2 separate regions of the Mus musculus genome follow, and region 1 is linked to region 2. Evidence: chromatin contacts called from public HiChIP or PLAC-seq data. All regions are on one chromosome and are shown on one strand. Each heading gives the region's core, a stretch centred on a gene start, on an enhancer-like site or on the middle of the called end of the contact. The rest is flanking DNA. Distances are from core to core; before and after follow the strand shown. Region 1 overlaps Myh10 (myosin, heavy polypeptide 10, non-muscle). Region 2 holds the start of Mfsd6l (major facilitator superfamily domain containing 6-like).

Region 1 (2,952 bases), core at 178-2,677, 220 kb after region 2:
TTTTTCTTTTTGTTTTTGTTTTTTTGTTTTTTTGAAATAGCGTCTCTCTACTTAGCCCTGGCTATAATGGGATTCACTACATAGACCAGGCTGACCTAGTGCTTGATGTTCAAGGGGTACAGTTGCTATGGCTACATGAATAGCAGTTGTCTGTTTTCTTTGTTTTTGTTTTTAAAATCAAACCCACATTAACTCATAGCATCCCCAGCCTCGGCTGATAGACAAGCAGTCAGGCTGGACCACCACCGTCACATAAGTCCCAACATCTACCTGACAGGAAGAAGCCAGGGAACAGTAGCCCCTGAGTGTGGGGAGGGAGGGAGGGAGAGGCCTGCCTGCCTGGTCAGTTCTCCACTAGTACTGGGGGTTGAGAAGGAGGGCTGTCTCCTTAAATCAGTCAGCCAACCTTTCTGCTTCCTGGGGTTGTCCTAAAAATGTCTAACTGCTAAAATTCTTCTAACAAATTGGCTCTAACTACCAATTCCCTCCTGGTTGTAAATCTGTAATTGTAGGGTACATATCATAAAGATGTGTTATGAGGCTGTTTCTGGGAACTCACAGCAGGTCAGTATTCCACTGCTGAGGTGGCTGCAGGGGACCTGTGGCTTGCCTGTCACCTGCTGGCTGGAGGCCCTTGTGAGAGAATGGAGCTTATATGCTCTGCAGCCCTGAGACAGTCATTAGGCTTCCCCACTCTCTGGCTTTTATTAGCCACAATAAATTTCAAATACTTAGTAAGCACTAATATTTTTGGCAGATTGAAAAAAGTCTTTGAAAACATCTTGTTCCTCCTTGCCTCCGAGGTTGTCGTCCCTGGGAAGAGCTGGTTAAGGATCCTGACAGGAGACAACATTATCGCCCTTAGGAAACTGGTGCTGGCAGTCTATAGCAAGAGAGATGAGAAATCCCTTTTTTCTTTTAAATTATGAATATAAACCCATCTAATTCCTGACTGTTTAAGCTTATAGGGTAATAAATTATAGTTCAGAACACTTGCAATTGTTGCACTGTTCTAGGGAACCACATAATAGATCCAGAGCCCACCACCAGCCCTAACGTGGCGAGGCGTGGCAAAGGAGTGGGCCCCGTGCTGTGGCTTGCTGCTGCTGGCTCTTGTGTCTCATCATTTACATAAGAAAAGCCCTTTCCTTATCAGAGTTTAATGAAGTTATACATTTAGTGATGTGCTAAGGGTCATTTAATGATAGGTTTTTCTTAGTGCTGGGACCCAACTCTGAATTTTAAATGGTAGATTTTAAAAAGACAAAACAACCTGAGAGTCTAAAGCATTGGCTTTTGGCAAACCTGAGTCATTTTTTAAAAGTAATCCAGAGCTATTGAATTGGAAATGAGGCAGATGGTGGTGGTGGTGCTAATGTGATTGGATCCTTGGACAGTGTTGGTAATCTGGGCACCATCCCTCCTTTGCGACAAGGTGACCTGTTGTTTTGGTAAGCTTTGTTGTCCTCCAGCATCTATTAAGTAGCTACTGGGTGCCAGCACCATGCACCTAGCCTGCACTGGGAAGGCAGCAGCACTCATCCTGGCTGTGGTCAGAGATCACAGTGACCGTGGGGACAGTCCCCATGGCCCTGAGAGTAGCTGCGGAAATGTCCTCTGGGGAACGCTAAGTCAAGGAGAGAGGCTACCTAGAGCAGTGTGGGGTGTTTTCTCGGGTTTGTCTGCTGAGATGTAAAGGTCAGGAGGGAAAGCCTCTGCACTGTGAGCACTGCGGGGACCAGAGCCTAAGGAGCTCTCAGGAAGCTACGGAATGGGGAGTTAGCCATGTGAGCAGAAAGGATGGATAAGTCCTTGTATCTTGGAGCTTGCCACAGTCTGGCTGGCTGAATGCAAGGTTGTGTGGGAAAGTGGGCAGAGAATACCAGCGGTGAGCACAGAGCAGGCTAGCTACTGCCTCACTGCAACGTGCACCTCCTTGTCTCGCTTTCAGAGGAAGGAGCTGGGGTTTGTTGCAGTTGGAACCTACCACAAATCACACGCTCACTGCTGGCAGTGTCTCGGACTCTGGCTAAAGTTATGCTAACACTTGGACATGTGTGACAGGAGAGGATTAGTGAGGTGGAAGGCCAGAGGAAAGACCCCTAGCGGAGTGTCAGAATCTGTTATCAGAAAGGGCAGAGTCCTGGCAAGAATGGGAAGTTGGGTGGGCAGCTGGATACAAGTACTCAGTGCCTCCCAGCTCCCACCGGGAGTGAGCAGCGCTCACACTGGGACACATGGGGTAAGGCACGGATGAGTGTTGTTCTTATCTGTCCGCTGTCCTCTTTTTCCCTTTTCCAGCCCAGAGTGGTCCCAGGCCCTCATCTGTTTCAGTTTCCCCAGGGGCGCCTGACCTTGAACAACTTGTTGATAATCCCCAATTTATCTATGTTATCCCAGCCTTCCTTAGCAGCAGGCTGCAGCATTCAGCCCGCCCTAGGCAGCTCACTCCATGTCTCTCCATTTTACCCATGACCTCATCCACCAGCCTCTCACCTCAAGCCAGAACCCTAGGAACTGCCCTCAACACGTCGCTTTTTCATACTGAATTAATCATGATCTTCTGTCAGAATATACTTGGACTTTTCTTAGCCATCTCATCTGTGATGTCATTCGTTCGGGCTGCCATCGTCCCAGGAGCAAGCCTGGGCCTTTCTGCCTTCCTGCTGGCTCTGCTCACTGCTCCTCCCTGGCCCCCTCCTGCCCTGCACTTGTTCACCTACTGCCTCTCTGCAGTCTTCATGCATTAAGTGGCAGCGCCCGGAGAGAGATCTCTTAGATCTCTTACCTGCGTTCCCCACTTTGAGATGTAAATATATTTAAAAGTATACTTTGTTCTTTCCCTAACACATGAACTAAGAATGTTAGGTGTCATCATGAGAGCAGATGCAGGATTGTAAAAGCAGATACAACAGGGACTTGATAAGAGTTTGTGGAAGGCAGATAAGACTT
Region 2 (3,001 bases), core at 49-2,548:
GCTGAGGCTGATGATGAACTCCTGATCCCCCTGCCTCCATCCCTCAAGTGTTAGACTCAGGCATGCGTCACCATACCCAGCTAGCAACTCTTAGTTTTTAAATTTTAATTTAATAACGTTTTAATCCTTAGGTTCTAAGTATCAGTGAGAGTCTGTCAGCCATATGGTAAGAGAAAGTGCGGAGGACCTTAGCTGTCTACCCGTCTCCTGAGAAATTACCATTTCAAATTTAGCTACACATACATATTGGCTGGCAAACACCCCCCACTCTCCAATCCACGGCCAAATTAGGTGCATTGAGCAAGCCTTGAATGAAAAATGAATGGACCAAATCAGAGCTGGGATACAGCTCAGTGGTAGAGATGGAGACCCTAGGTCTGAGAACAAATAATTCCCGCATCTGTAGCTGGATAGTTGGCCATTCTGGAGGAAAGCCTATGGTACACCTCCTCCCCCCCCCCCCCCCCATGATTTCAAGGGCTCGAATCTTAGTTCAGTTGAGAGAGGAAATGCCTCTGGGGAGAGAAAAAAATCTGGAGCCATTTCTCATGACCTGGATGCCACTGAATTCATGTGTGGAAACCTTTACTTGGCTAATAAACTATTTCTTTTGACCTGCAATTTTTAAGTATCTGTATTCACTTCCTCTACTGAGGTTCCTCTACTGAGGTTCCTCTACTGAGGTTCAAAGCCAGCTAAGAATCTCTGGAGTGCATTCCTAAACAGGGCAGGCAACAGCATTCTATTGAGTGTGTACATTGTGTACATACTGCCTGGGACTGTGAGGTGCTACCAGGATTGAATATATATATATATAAATGCCTTTCTGGGTGAACAGAGAGATTATTGACAAAAGTGCAAGCCAAGGAGGGGAAGTCTGAGTCCTCTGGTGATGGCCAGACAGAATTGGGATTTCACTTACAATCAACAGGACCAACTCTGTAGATCGCCACTGACCAGTGGGCCTATGAATACAGACCTGAGGACGAGGGATGTGTGAGGACCAGAGATGTGCAGATGTTCACTTCATTCTTCTCTTCCCGGACACATCCCCATCCTGACCCTGTCAGTTTCTCAGGCCTGAGGCAGTCCAGGCGCCCAGCAGCACCTGTGGTCAGAACGCGCCCAGCAAACCACAGGGCGTCCGTCATCCATTAGGTGGCGCAGGTGAGGCGCAGGTACAACAGGTGCAGCAGGTACAGTCAACAGGTGCGTGGGCTCCGCCCCCGCCGCGTCTCTCTCTTGGGGCGGGGCCACTTCCGGGAGGGTGGCCGGACATGGGGGCAAATAGCCGTTGGCTAGGTGACTGGAGGTGACGCAGTTTGGCTTGCTCGGAACCCTGAGCCAGCGATTCTCCCTTCCCAGGATATGGAGCGCCGCGCGCCCCGCATCTAACTTAGTCCTGTGTCCTTCCGGGTCTGGCAGAATCCCGTAACCATGAGCCCCAACCCGCAATGGGACGTCCCCAGGGCACTACGGGTGGCCAGGCTCTTCCACTTGGTGTGCGGAGTCCGGGATGCCTGTGTGACTCCGTTCCTGACCCTCTACCTGAGGCAACTGGGTGTGGCCGCGCCCTTGGTGGGCATCCTCATGGGAACCAAGCACCTGATCGCTACCTGCTGGATTCCCTTCTGTGCCTTCCTGGCCAAACGCTACCAGAAAAGGAGAATGTTTTTGACTGGCTCATTGCTGAGCTCCGCAGGCGCCAGCCTCCTGATGGTCCTCGTCCCACCGGTGGACAGAAATCTGGTCAACCACTTTTGTAATGGAAGCAGTAGAGTGGCCACCACTATCTTACCGCTGGGGGTCACACAAACTGTGATCATGACCCCTACCCAGGGGTCTGGAGCACCCAACCTCCCAGGCAGCAGGCACACCAGAGCCCTGGACACTTCTGGCTTTCCAAATGGATCTGAAGGAACATTTAGCGGTCTGCAGACCTATTTAGTGGGCTCTGTTGAAGGAGCCAGGACCACTACACAAGGCCTCCATCTTGTCACTTCTGGGTTGAGAGATAATTCCCAGAAAGGGACTTTTGAGGTAGGCAATGTTACCCTGAATCTACTTCCTGGAAGTACAGCTCTTGGAGGTCCCGTCAACTTGTCAAAGCCCCAGGGGGACACCCAGACCCCTGATCACTCCTCGAAAGGGTCACCGTGGACTTTCATCCTCTCCTTGGGAGTTGTTGTATTCTGGGAACTCCTGGCAGCCCCTCTGGAGCAGGTGGCGGATGACAGTCTTTATGAATACCTGGATTTCGTAGACGCCACTGATCGGAACAGAGACCTGTGGGTGTGGAAACTGTTAGGTGTATCAGCAGGTGTGTGTGGCATCGCAGCCTTGGTGGGGCATCTGGAATGCCTCCTCGTGGCCAATGGTCCTCAGGGCGTGATTTATTTCTACAGCTACTCGCTGGTCAGTACCCTGGCCTTAGCAGTGAGCACTGCCTTTCCTGTTCCCATAGACCAGCAACAGGGGCCCAGCTACAAAGCCATCAAAGCTCTGTCCCTCATAAGGGGTGACTCCCGCCTCATCCTCCTGGCCTTCACTGTCTTTTGGATAGGAGCCACTGCCAGCACTGTGCAGGACTTTCTGTTCTGGCACATGAAGGACCACGGCAGCAGTGAGCTGGTGATGGGTTTCTCAGTGGCTCTCAGCTTGCTAGGAGAAATTCTGTTTCACCCGTTCAGAACTTCGTTGCTAAGGAAACTGTCTAGGGTGGGTGTGCTGGGGCTGGGGCTGGGCTGCCTGGCCCTGCAGGTGCTTTACTATGCTTTCATCTGGAGCTGGTGGTCCGTCCTCCCTGTTCAGATCCTGAGCACCATCAGCAGTGGGGCTCTTTGGTGGGCTGTGGGGGCCTCCATAGAGGACCTGGCCTTCTCCGGGATGGAGAGGTCTCTGGGCACCATGTTCCGGGGTCACTTTTATGGGAGCGGCTGCAGCCTAGGCAGCTTTGTCGGGGGCTTTGTAGTTCTGCACTTCGGCATAGCTGTGCTCTACG

What was found. HiChIP or PLAC-seq counts read pairs in DNA pulled down with a chosen protein or histone mark.
Region 1: an H3K27ac HiChIP or PLAC-seq map of embryonic stem cells shows a contact between it and region 2, with 2.8 times the contacts expected there. The contact joins the enhancer-like site here to the promoter of Mfsd6l in region 2. A contact is called at or near these places in 10 of 39 promoter capture datasets (the C10 cell line, cranial neural crest, embryonic stem cells and 6 more), 1 of 15 datasets of contacts at CTCF or cohesin (large pre-B cells), 3 of 484 Hi-C or Micro-C datasets (bone marrow-derived macrophages, cochlea and stem cell-derived neural stem cells), 12 of 115 datasets of contacts at active chromatin or transcription factors (craniofacial prominence, embryonic basal ganglia, embryonic fibroblasts and 7 more) and 3 of 9 other capture datasets (embryonic stem cells, embryonic tail and pancreatic islet).

What each region holds. Positions count from the first base shown.
Region 1 is chr11:68,778,469-68,781,420 of GRCm38.p6, forward strand. All of the region lies in intron 15 of Myh10 (myosin, heavy polypeptide 10, non-muscle), which reads left to right. Among named protein-coding and RNA genes, the nearest start is that of Ndel1, 73 kb to the right of the region's middle. Within about 2 kb of position 1,428, at least 15 of the 459 cell types and tissues checked have an H3K27ac peak or open chromatin away from gene starts, as enhancers often do. A contact at or near this core is called in embryonic stem cells, where this site is marked.
Region 2 is chr11:68,554,888-68,557,888 of GRCm38.p6, forward strand. Mfsd6l (major facilitator superfamily domain containing 6-like) reads left to right here and starts at 1,299. Exons shown (of 1, transcript NM_146004.1): 1 at 1,299-3,001. The coding sequence starts at 1,438.